Regions from separate parts of the Arachis hypogaea genome. Here region 1 is linked to region 2. A link is a contact called in public Hi-C data. All regions are on one chromosome and are shown on one strand. Each heading gives the region's core, a stretch centred on a gene start, on an enhancer-like site or on the middle of the called end of the contact. The rest is flanking DNA. Distances are from core to core; before and after follow the strand shown.

Region 1 (5,817 bases), core at 2,687-5,186, 74 kb before region 2:
AAAACAACCCACGCTCCCTTGTCCTACTAGATAATGCTACTATGCTCTTCAATTCAATTAATTAATTAAGATTTTATTTGTTTATTTATTTTAGTTTTTTCCTCGTTGGGAAGAATAAAAGAATCAAACTTTGCCCTGTCCCTGAGTTGGGTGTATCGGTATGTGTTATAGAGACAATCAGATAGTGAAAGGGAAAGAAAAAAAAAATTAAAAAAAAAAAGAAAAAGAAAGAAGAAGATAATATATGGAGAGTGGTGATGAGATTAGTGTAAGGGCATAAAGGAACCAAGTAGACCAAAATCCAACCATAGTAGGAAAAATCCAAGTAAGTGCTAACTTTTCTTAACACCAAGTGACAAATTAATATTTCCAAGGAATTCGCTAGAATTAATTCTATTGAGTTGTGTATGATGTATGTGTCTCTTTCTATTTGACATATATATTTCCATTAATGGGAGATCAAATAATCATTCATTTCATTTTATTTTATTAACACATACAATTATTATTAATATTTTAAATTGATATTAATTAGTAGTTTTGAATAAAAAATTAAAAAATGATGTGTACATAAAATCTTAAATAATTTTGATTTAAAAAAGAAAATCATTCGATCCTAAGTTTATCTTGTAGGAGTTTAGAGATCTGTTATGTGTAGTTATTTTCATATCATCTTTCTTAAAACACCACTGGCCCTCACTAATGTTGGGTGGCACAAAGGTGCATCATTTGTATAACTTGTTATAGGATTCTTGTGGATAAAAAGGGGTTTGAATCATGTGCTTATCACAGCTACTTAATTCGTTATACACAACTTATTGTTATTCCTAATAAAAGGAGAGACAAGAATATTACTGAAATTCCATTTCAATTTCTTAACGAATATTTCGCATTCTTCTATTATTGTTCTTAGTGTGCCTTTTTTTTTTTGGCTATGTTGAGGGATAAGAATACTTGGTTAAGACATATAACACACACATACACATATATATGTTTGATCATCGAATCTAACCGGTTAATTCAATTTGATTAATCGTTTGTTTCACCATGTCAGTTTAAAACAAAAAATAATTAAAAAAAACTAGTGAATCGATCCATCTTTCAGAATATTATATTAATATTAATATATATTTTTTTATTATGTAGAGTTCAATTTCAGTTAAATTCTAACTGAATTTTTTAATTTTTTAATTTCTGATTTTATGAGTTCAATAACTAATAATAATACCATATTTATCCTTTTCATCATCGAAAATAGGTATGTTCGCAGTATCAGTATGGACTGGATAAATTTTCAACTAAAAATCAATCCAATCTAAAATATATAATTTATTACCGTTTGGATTGAATCGGCTTAATTTTATTTTTAAATTTAATCAAATATAATCTGATTTAATCAATTACATATACTCATTTACTGTTTTAACCATCAATAATTATAATCAATCAATTTTCATAAAAAATAATTTAATATTTTTTATGGTCAATGATTATAAAAAATTAAAAACATTTTTTACAATTATTTAAGTGTTTAAAAATCCTTTATTTATTTACAATATTTTTTATCTTATTTTTTACGATCAACAATACTAATTTTGGTTACAGTGACATATGCTACAAATTATTCAACATTATTTGCAAGAACTGTTAGTATATGTAAAATAATTTATTAATATATTTTCTCTATGTAATTGATGGAGTTTGAGATCGAATAGATGCAAAAGACAAAAATTCCACTTCATTAATTGCACTAAAAATTAAAGGTATTATTAAATACAATATTGATAACCTTTTTTTTTTCATTTTCATGATTAAATCAGATAATGGGCATAACAAAATATTATTGAATCTAATTTATTTTTGTTTAATTATTTATGAAGCTATTTTTTCTAAGAGTAGAAAAGATATATAATTGATTATATCTCTAATATATTTACTCATGTAATTTTTTTTGTGAATTTGTGTGAATTTTTGTATAATTTTTTTCGTTTATTGGCTTTATAGTAAATTCTTTATTTTTGTATTTAATAATGATTAAATCCTAAATCTTTAAATTATTAAAATTCTAATACCATATTATGAAATTATTTTTTAAAAAGATTTAAATTGATAAGAATAGAAACATAAATAATTATATATTTTTAGCAGATTATATCTAATAATTTTTATTGTATATTACTAATCAATTTCTTTATTTTTTATGATTTTTTTAAAAATTTAACAATAATATTAGGAAGATAAAAAATAGTCAAAACTTATCTTATTTAATATTTATTAATTATTTAATATCTATTAATTATTATTATAATAATTAATAAATATTAAATAAAACAAATTCTGACTATTTTTGATTAATTTTTTATTATCAAACATTTTTAAAAACTTAATTTATTCATTTAAGAAACAATAGTCATGGACAGGTTTCCTAAAAAGAGAATTATCGTTATCTTATTCAATTACTACTTGGAATCTCTTGTTCAATTTCAACCCCTTTAGCTACTGTGCATGAATTAGTAGTTAGTAGCATGAGAGTGCGGAATTGATTGATTAAAGCAACTACTATAGCTTCAATCAAAACTTGTGTTCATAACATCTATAATTATTAATATTATAATAATAGTAATAAATAAATGATTAAAAAAGAGGCATAATTAATCAGAAGCAAGAATTTTGATCATTAGGACATAGACAAGAACTACATGGCCATATGTAACCAACATCTCACACCTTGTCATATGGGGTTTGAGATTTGAGATACGATGATGAACAAGGATCTGTTTGTCTTGTGCAAGATTATTGATTGCAACATCCCAAGATCATTGTATGGAATTCAGAGAAATTTAATAAGTCTCTCATATTTGTCCATGCATTTAAAACAAAGAAAATGAAACAAAATACTACTACATATAAGTTTCTAGCTAGCTGGTGACTATTAATATTATTTTATTTTTTTTGCTAATATTATTGTCATCAACCTGGCAACATGAGAAGACAAGTGGATTCAAATCAAGACATCATTCCAGGAAGAAACAATGATATAATACACACAACATAGTTATAATAATTAATGAAAGAAAACACTATTATAGGCCCCTCACCCTACCCCCTCATTGAGACAAAGACAACTTAAGAATATTTTATATTTATATTTCTACATTAAAATTGAAAAGATCCCACCCTCACTCTAATTGATTGTGAACCCCACACCACACCAATATTTCTAACACTCTATTATTCATTTTGTGGCTATTACTACTCATCTTTCACCTTATTATAGCTAATGATATTGACAAGTCAAAACTTGATAGATCACCTAAAGAAATAAAAACATATACATATAATCAAAAGGTAAAATCTAAACAATTATGTTCATGATCATGCATATGTCTGCCTTCTAATTTATCTAAATTGAAATAATTTACAATAATTATATGATTACCTAGATTTGTGAATTGCCTCGTAATTTGTGTGTGAGTCAAAGTGCTTTACCCTACATGCAGTATATAAATTAGGCCCACTTTCTTCAACTTTTCTGTTTCCTACTTTCGGTTTTTAACCATGGAATAAATTTGTCTCAATTATAACTTTTACCCACACGTGAAAATTATTTAACATGCCAATATGTCACAGAATTTCTATGAAAACTTTTTATGCCCTTGTAGTTGTGCACTTATATGCTTTACTAAAAATATAAAAATTGACATATATTAAGGGTAAGCAAGAAAACCGAATCTTTTAAATGTTGATATTGCTTATCCTATGTTCCTATATATGTTTCCTATACATGAATGTGCACAATGTGGCAGTGAGAATTTGAATTTGTCTTGGTTCGGAAATTTAAATATTTTTTTGGGCCCAGTCAGTGATCTTGCTTATTTAATGGAACTTAATTATTTAATTTATAATGGAATGTGCTTTAATTCTCTTATATATAATCTCGTGTCAATTTTCATAATAGTATTATTATCCACTACTTGAGTATTTAGTGCGCAGTTAAAGCATATACATAGATTATATATTTATATAATGTGATTCATTCTCTGAGATATTATTCTATATATGATTAGACCAAATTGTCTTTCTCATACAAAAGTAGTAGTCTAGCTAGATACCTAATGGCCTAGTTTGCTGCTAATTACTTCAAAACAAATTCTTAATTATTGAATATTCAATGTGTCTTTTCCCAATTATTTCAGTGACCATACATCTCCCACTAATGGTGTTGTGGACAAATAATCATGTATTGTCTACACTATTTGATCAAATTATTTTATTTATTTGTTTTATGCTGATGACATTCAGTTTGATACCACTAAATCAACCATCAAGTCATATATATGTGTGTATATTCCATCCAAATAAAGCATATTCATTGTCAAAATTAATTAAAAAACGTGGTAATAATAATAATTATCGATCCTGATTAATTGCGATTAGCTAAATCCATAAGAATATAATTAAAGAGATTCCATATTTATATATATTTTTTGCAGAACTCAAATAAAACAAATGCATTATTATTTACCAATATATATCCTACCTAATATTGCCCTTAAGGCAAATAAAGAAATGTTATATAATATTAGAATAGGAATAGTGAGACATAATCAAAGGCTTCAATTTTTATCAAAGTTGTGAATCGACCCGTCATCAAATCAATAGAGATAGAGGCTCAACAATTTAAAAGCTTAATTAAATTTTAATTAGAATTAAACTGGATAATATATATATATATATATATATGTATAAAATTTATAATTTTTAAAAAAATTAGTATACTATTTTAAACTGATTAATCACTTAAAAATGAAACTAGTTCAATCAATTTACTAATATTTTTTTATTTGACTACTTTACTAACAACCAATTTTTTTATTTCTAAATCGGATCAATTTAATAACTAATTTTCGGTTAATTAAACCAAATCATCCGATTCAATCCAATTTTTATAGGCATTTATTTGTCCTTTTAAGTAAATTTGTTTGGAGGGTAAAAGTAGAGTAAAAATTTTTATGAATGAGCTTTATGTGTAAATTTATTACACATTAAATATATCATCTTATCCATAATAAATTTTAGCTTATTTTTATTCTTCAACCAAACATGAAATTATTAGACAAATTTATGGGTATTTTTTTTTTCGGACTTAAATAATATGTTGAGATATCAGAATAAGAGATAAAGTTAAGACTGAAAATTAGTAGAATACGATAAAATTTAAGTTTTACTCTAGTTAATTCTATTTGTAAATTTATTTTTTTTTAATTCAATCATATATTACTCACTGGTTGAGGATTCCATAACCCTAACTCAATCTATCCATATCCTAAAACTTTTTACCCAATCAACTCTATTCAACTTTGTCCACAACTAAATCAATTTTTTTCAATCAAACATAATTTTAATCATTGTTTATTTTATAAACATACTAATAAAACATAAAATTAAATTTATATTAAAATTTAAAAAAAACAAAATTATAATAAAATACATATTAAAATTATAAATAACGTAATCTTTAATTCATTAACTTCATTGAGAGGATGTGAGTTCAATCCACGTCAACTTCATTATATGTATAAAAACTTAACTATGTACTATAATAAACAAAGAGAGCAAGTAGGTCGGATGTAATTAGGTCTAAATCTGCACACAACACTATTTATAACTCAACTCGACCTGTTGTGCATGACGTTCTTACTCCATTAAGAAAGAATATAGCAGTTCGATATTCTGTCAATTCTGTAGTATAAAAATACAGTAAGAGTGTGGCAACACAATATACCGGTAGATTCAAACATGTTGCACTCGCACTAA
Region 2 (5,813 bases), core at 2,388-4,887:
TTAATTAGAGTTAACACAATTAGCACTTCATATATATACGGTTTCTATAAAACTAACTAACAAGCTCAAATAATTTTATATACATAAAGTCAAATGTGCAATATCAAATAGAACTAAAAGGGAGTTTGTTACAACATACAACAATATAATTGGCGTGAAATTGAAGCTTAATATATATCTTCAGTATACCTTGGATTTTCTGAACATGGATGTGTCGGTCTCATTTGCATCAAATTCAACATATGCTAGAGAAAATTTAGATGTATATATGTGATAAAGGCCTAGTTGAAAGACAAGTGTATTTATAATAACTTATAAAAATGAAGAATGTGATCGTACAATTCGTGTGTTAGCATCATCAATGTAAGAAACACCAACATTTTCGGCCAATCTTTATACACGGCACAAAATTGTTTGAAGAAAATTGGACGGAAAAGGGTTTGGTAATTTTAACATTTTGAAGATTATATTATTTTGATTGTAAAAAGAATGACATCAATTTAGTTCTAATATTTCAGTTTTTTTTTTCTTTTTTAGAAATAAGGTACCCACTACAATTCCCTTGCTCAATTCACATGTGCGGGAGTTCCTTGAATAAGTAAAAAGGTAATCATAAAATAATTATATTAAATATATATTAAAATTAGTCACGAATTAATTACTATATATAAAAATATATATTTAATATTTTATAATCCGATCCTTTTATTATACTATTATAAATAATTTTAATTACTATTTTATTATAAACTTGATTATTTTATTATGATATTTTGATTATTTTACTAACTAATTAGTTAAAATATATATATAAAAATATAAAAATATATAATAATTAATCTGATAACTGAATTTTGTATATATGTATTTTGTTATACAATATATCCTGCTCCTGCCATTCTCATCATTATTAGGGATTGAATCCTCAACTAAGATTTTTTTTATTCACTTTATGCCAAAAAAATTTTATTTTGAGATCAGCAAACTTTATATTTTCAGATTATAGAAGTTTTATATTATGTCATGAAGTCACTTTTTTTAGAAATTTAAATTGATACGAGGACATACATAAATGATAATATATCTAAATTAGAAAAATAGAGGAAAAGATGAAAAAAAATAAAAGTTATCGCCTTCATTAATTAAGAAGATAAATAAGTAACATATATCATACATTAATGTACTAATAAGGATATGAATTGTAACACAAGTTACTGAGTTTTTTTATGAACGGATTAAATTGATGTCAATACATAAAATATAACTATTAGGAATAAATTGATGCTCAAAAAATTTTTTGGGGATCAAACTAATGTCAATTTGAAAGTAACAAGAGTAAAAAGGTCATATAAAAAAATAGAATTTATTATTTTTGGCCATCACTTCTAGCTATCACTCCAATTTATTTTAAAAATATTTGGTAACAAAAAAAAATTAGCTAAAAATAATTATAAATTGCCTTATTTATCATTTATTAATTGTTGCGACAATTAATGAATGTTAAATAAAATAAGTTTTTGTTGTTTTTTTTATCTTTCTAGCATTACCGATTTATTTAGTCTAATAATCCAATGACATAATTTCGTTCATAAATTTTGACAATCCTCTAACATTCTTCTATTAAAAAAATAAAATAATAATTATGACTAAAAAGCGCAGCTAAAAGAATGCCATGTTGAATTAAAGAGGTTGTTAAAGAAGTTGTTTAACAGACTTACCCATCGAAAATTAAGTACATGATGATACTATGTGTATTTATTTCAGTTAGTAAATTTAGAAAAAAAATTATTTCCTCATTCTTTAAAACTGAAACGTACTCTTAACTGATCAAATTATGCTAATTTGTACACTTTGGTTATTTAAAAATTGATTTTCGATCACACGAAGTTAGTTACATTTGAGCCCTTTTTATATTTTGGCTTAAATATATCTCTAATCTTTAATTTGTGAATGCTTTGGACATTGTTTTGCTCTCTTTACTTTTTTTTTGTTTAATTCCAAATCTTTTATTTAAGCATAATTGATTTTCGTTCTTATATAATAACGCTATATATTTTTATATAAATCCAAATATTTCTAAAAGTATTTTATTTTAGTCCTTAAAATTTATGATACTTTTAATTTTTAGAAGCTTAGATTATTATTTAGGAAACTTCAATTTTTTATAACTGATCAATGCTTGAATTTTAGAAAATAGAAAAAGTTACAAGCACTCTTCAAACTACATACTTTAGAATTTTATCATAACTATTTAGATTTAAGGCACCCATTATTTTTGTAATGGAACAAAAAATCAAACAAAATAATATCAGAGACAAAAATCAATTATTAGACCTGAAAAAAATAATATAGAAATCAATTTTTTTAAAAAAAATTATAATATTCAAAAGGAATTAAAAAATTAATTTAATTGCCGTAGCAGTACATATGGCATTTATATTTGCCAATCTTAATTAAGAACCTCACCTATAAAGGAATTGTAATTCCAATTTTAACCCACAACTGTTAAGTTGATGCCCTCATTTTACCAAAAAGCAAAGCAACTCCGGGAGAGAAAAATTGTGAACTAAAATTACAACATTGCCCTTGAAGGTGACTTCACATCCTCATAATCACCTTTACAAAAAGCTGCTTCAAGTGAAATTAATAAGACTTCCTGCAGAGTCACAAGTATGGGTACTATGGTCAATAAAGATACATCTGCCCCCAACTTAATTATAACTTGCACAAGAGAGAGAAATATAACTAGGAATTAATGATGAAAAATATGAAGCAGTCTAAATTTTTAGTTTTTCACAACAATGAGTTGGCACTATTGTATGAATTAGTAATCTTAAAGATTGCAAAATTTCTTTTCTTTTTTGCATATCAAAATTTCAGAATAAATATATAATTAATTAGTATATAATTATGTATCCTATGTCATCAATATACGTAGGTGAACATGTATTTCAATTTTTACCTATACTGGTATTAATACTCAATTCCTTACATGGGATAATACCTATGCACATACATATCAAGTAAAAAGCACATTTCGTTATTGTTTGAATGGATAAATCCACAACCACCATTTAATCTAAACAAACCCCCAAAAGTGAAATAATTTAGCCTAATTTTCTTACCAACATGTCACATAGGAGGGATGGTATTTGATCGTATGTAGCGTGTGATGTTGGAGAGAGAAATAAAAATAATGGCATAGATAAATTAAATAGATGAAAATTATTATTATTATTATGATTATGGAATATCACATATCGGTATTTAATTTTTATAGTGTTGAGAAACTGTCATATATTTTATTAATTTAAAAATAAATTTTAAAATTTAAAATTTTTAAGAGATAAATGTTAAATCATTGATTAGATTGAAAGTACGGGTATCTAGATATAAAATACCATAAAAATCTCTAAAATGATTCATTTTATATAAAATATGTTATATATCTTTTATAGAGAAACAAATATGATCGGCTTATTATATAAAATAAAACAGAGTATAAATAACGGTTGCGTGTATATATACATACATACAGAGATATATAGAATGTGACAAAAATAGTTAACTTACGTGTGTATTGTAGGGGAAATTGGGGTTGTATTTATGCATGCAAAGCAAAAAAGAAAAAAAAAAGAAAAAGGAAATTACAGTGTAACGAAATAATGAAAGGGTTTTGTTTCTTTGTGAGGGGATTTTTTCTGTAATTAAATGGAAAATTATTTATATATGTGAATGAATGGAGCCCATAGAGGTGCTTGTGGGATCAAGTTTCGAGCATTGTGATTGGGTCACACTCTCTCTGTCCCTCTTTTTGAAAGTGCTTATTAAGGGAGAGAGAGAGGAGAGAAGTGAAGGGGGGCTATTACAGACAATCCCTGCTGAAGATGAGGGTTGGAAGCAACAACAAGAGAGAGAGACTTTGATAGATAGAGAATTAGAGAGAGAGAGAGAGAGAGAGAAAACCAAAGAAAAACAAAGCTGCTATTGCTTATGTGTGTGTGTGTGTGAGATAGATAGAGAGAGAGAGAGAGGAAGTAAAAAAAAAGGAAATAAATAAAGCTGAAAGCTCAAAAGCAAGCTAAAAAGAAAGAAAGCTGAGAAAACCGAAAGGGTAGAAAGAAAAGGAGAATTAGCTTTTGTTTTTTCATTATTTTCTTTCTTTCTCCCTCTTCTTCTATCTTCTTTTTCTTCTGCTTCTTCTCTCTATCATCATCATCGTCATCATCAATTGCCATAGAGTGAAGAACAACAATTACAGTCACCATGTTAGCGAATAACTCTTCAGTAGCTCCAAGTGAACCATTTTCTTGTGCTGATAATAGTAATGGCACTCCAAGCAATAAAAGGAAGAGAAGACCCGCAGGAACACCAGGTAGGTCAAGAAAATATTCGAGCAAGTTATTATTGATTTGATGGTTAATTAATAAGTGATTGGAATTGAAATATGTAGATCCAGATGCAGAGGTGGTGTCGCTGTCGCCAAAGACGTTATTGGAATCGGATCGATATGTGTGTGAGATCTGCAACCAAGGCTTCCAAAGGGACCAGAACCTGCAGATGCATCGGAGGAGGCACAAGGTGCCGTGGAAGCTTCTAAAGAGGGAGACGCCGGTGGTCAGGAAGAGGGTCTTCGTGTGTCCGGAGCCTACTTGCCTGCACCACGACCCTTGTCACGCACTCGGAGACCTTGTTGGGATCAAGAAGCACTTCCGCCGCAAGCACAGCAACCACAAACAGTGGGTCTGCGAGCGCTGCTCCAAGGGCTACGCGGTGCAGTCCGATTACAAGGCTCACCTCAAGACCTGCGGCACTCGCGGCCACTCTTGTGATTGCGGCCGCGTCTTCTCCAGGTATTCATAATCTCACAAAACCTGCTGGCTCCCTAGCCGTTATCGGATAATAATTTCAATTATTCTTTTCATTTACCAAAAAACAGTATCTTTATAAAACTGGATGGATCTATTATATGATTTCAGAATTTGAGTTTCATCACCTTTTTTTTTTTCTCTTTTTCTCTCTATTTCATGTGCTACTCTTCTTCTTCTTCTTCTTTTTCTACTTGTTAACATTTTTAAATGAAATGATGATGAGCAATTGAGCTGATGACCTTGCCCAGCTCTATTGTTTCTACATAGGTTTTGACCTGGGAAGAAAAAGTTAAATTAAATGTATTTTTTTCTTTTCCTTTCTGGATAACTAAAAAATAAGATAATTAATAAGAAAAATAATTTGACTGATGGAACCTTAATATAAAAGTGTTTTTTTTTCCTTCCAAATATTACTTTTTATTTTTGTCTAGAGCAATACTTAGAACTGTTCATTGACAGTTGGAGAACACGGTTCCCAAAACACAGTTTTTCCGTTGGTTTCGCTTAACTGTTTTTAATTTTTAATGTGATGAAAATAATAATAATAATGTTTCTTCATGATTCTCTCTCTCCTTTGTAATAATCTGTTCCATTGACATTGTTGGTTGTTCTTATAGAATGTGCACTAGAGCACACACAGAATGCAAATCTCTCTAATTTGGCTTCCCTTGACTCCTTTTGTCCTTTATCATATTTAGTGGAAAACGGAACCTCCCTTCTTCCCCTTTGAAAAACCCACTCGATACCTTTTCCCAACCACCTTTTATATCCCACTTTTTCATCCCTTTTTCCTTTTTCTCTTTTTCATATATATAACACTAAGATTATTCTTTGTTTGTATTTGTGATTAGGGTGGAGAGCTTTATTGAGCATCAAGATGCTTGCAACATGGGGAGGCTTAGGACGGAATCTCATCATAATCATAATCATAATCATCAACCA

Evidence for each region. A called contact is a pair of places that touch in the nucleus more often than the background predicts.
Region 1: a contact with region 2 is called in a Hi-C map of an unstated tissue, with 5 times the contacts expected there. The contact joins the enhancer-like site here to the promoter of LOC112802405 in region 2. A contact is called at or near these places in 4 of 8 Hi-C or Micro-C datasets (leaf and an unstated tissue).

The regions. Positions count from the first base shown.
Region 1 is chr5:103,917,375-103,923,191 of arahy.Tifrunner.gnm2.J5K5, reverse strand. No RefSeq gene overlaps it. Among protein-coding and RNA genes, the nearest start is that of LOC112799813, 16 kb to the left of the region's middle. Within about 2 kb of position 3,936, at least 1 of the 3 cell types and tissues checked has open chromatin away from gene starts, as enhancers often do.
Region 2 is chr5:103,843,102-103,848,914 of arahy.Tifrunner.gnm2.J5K5, reverse strand. LOC112802405 (protein indeterminate-domain 14) reads left to right here and starts at 3,637. Exons shown (of 3, transcript XM_025845617.3): 1 at 3,637-4,375; 2 at 4,454-4,853; 3 at 5,723-5,813. The coding sequence starts at 4,267.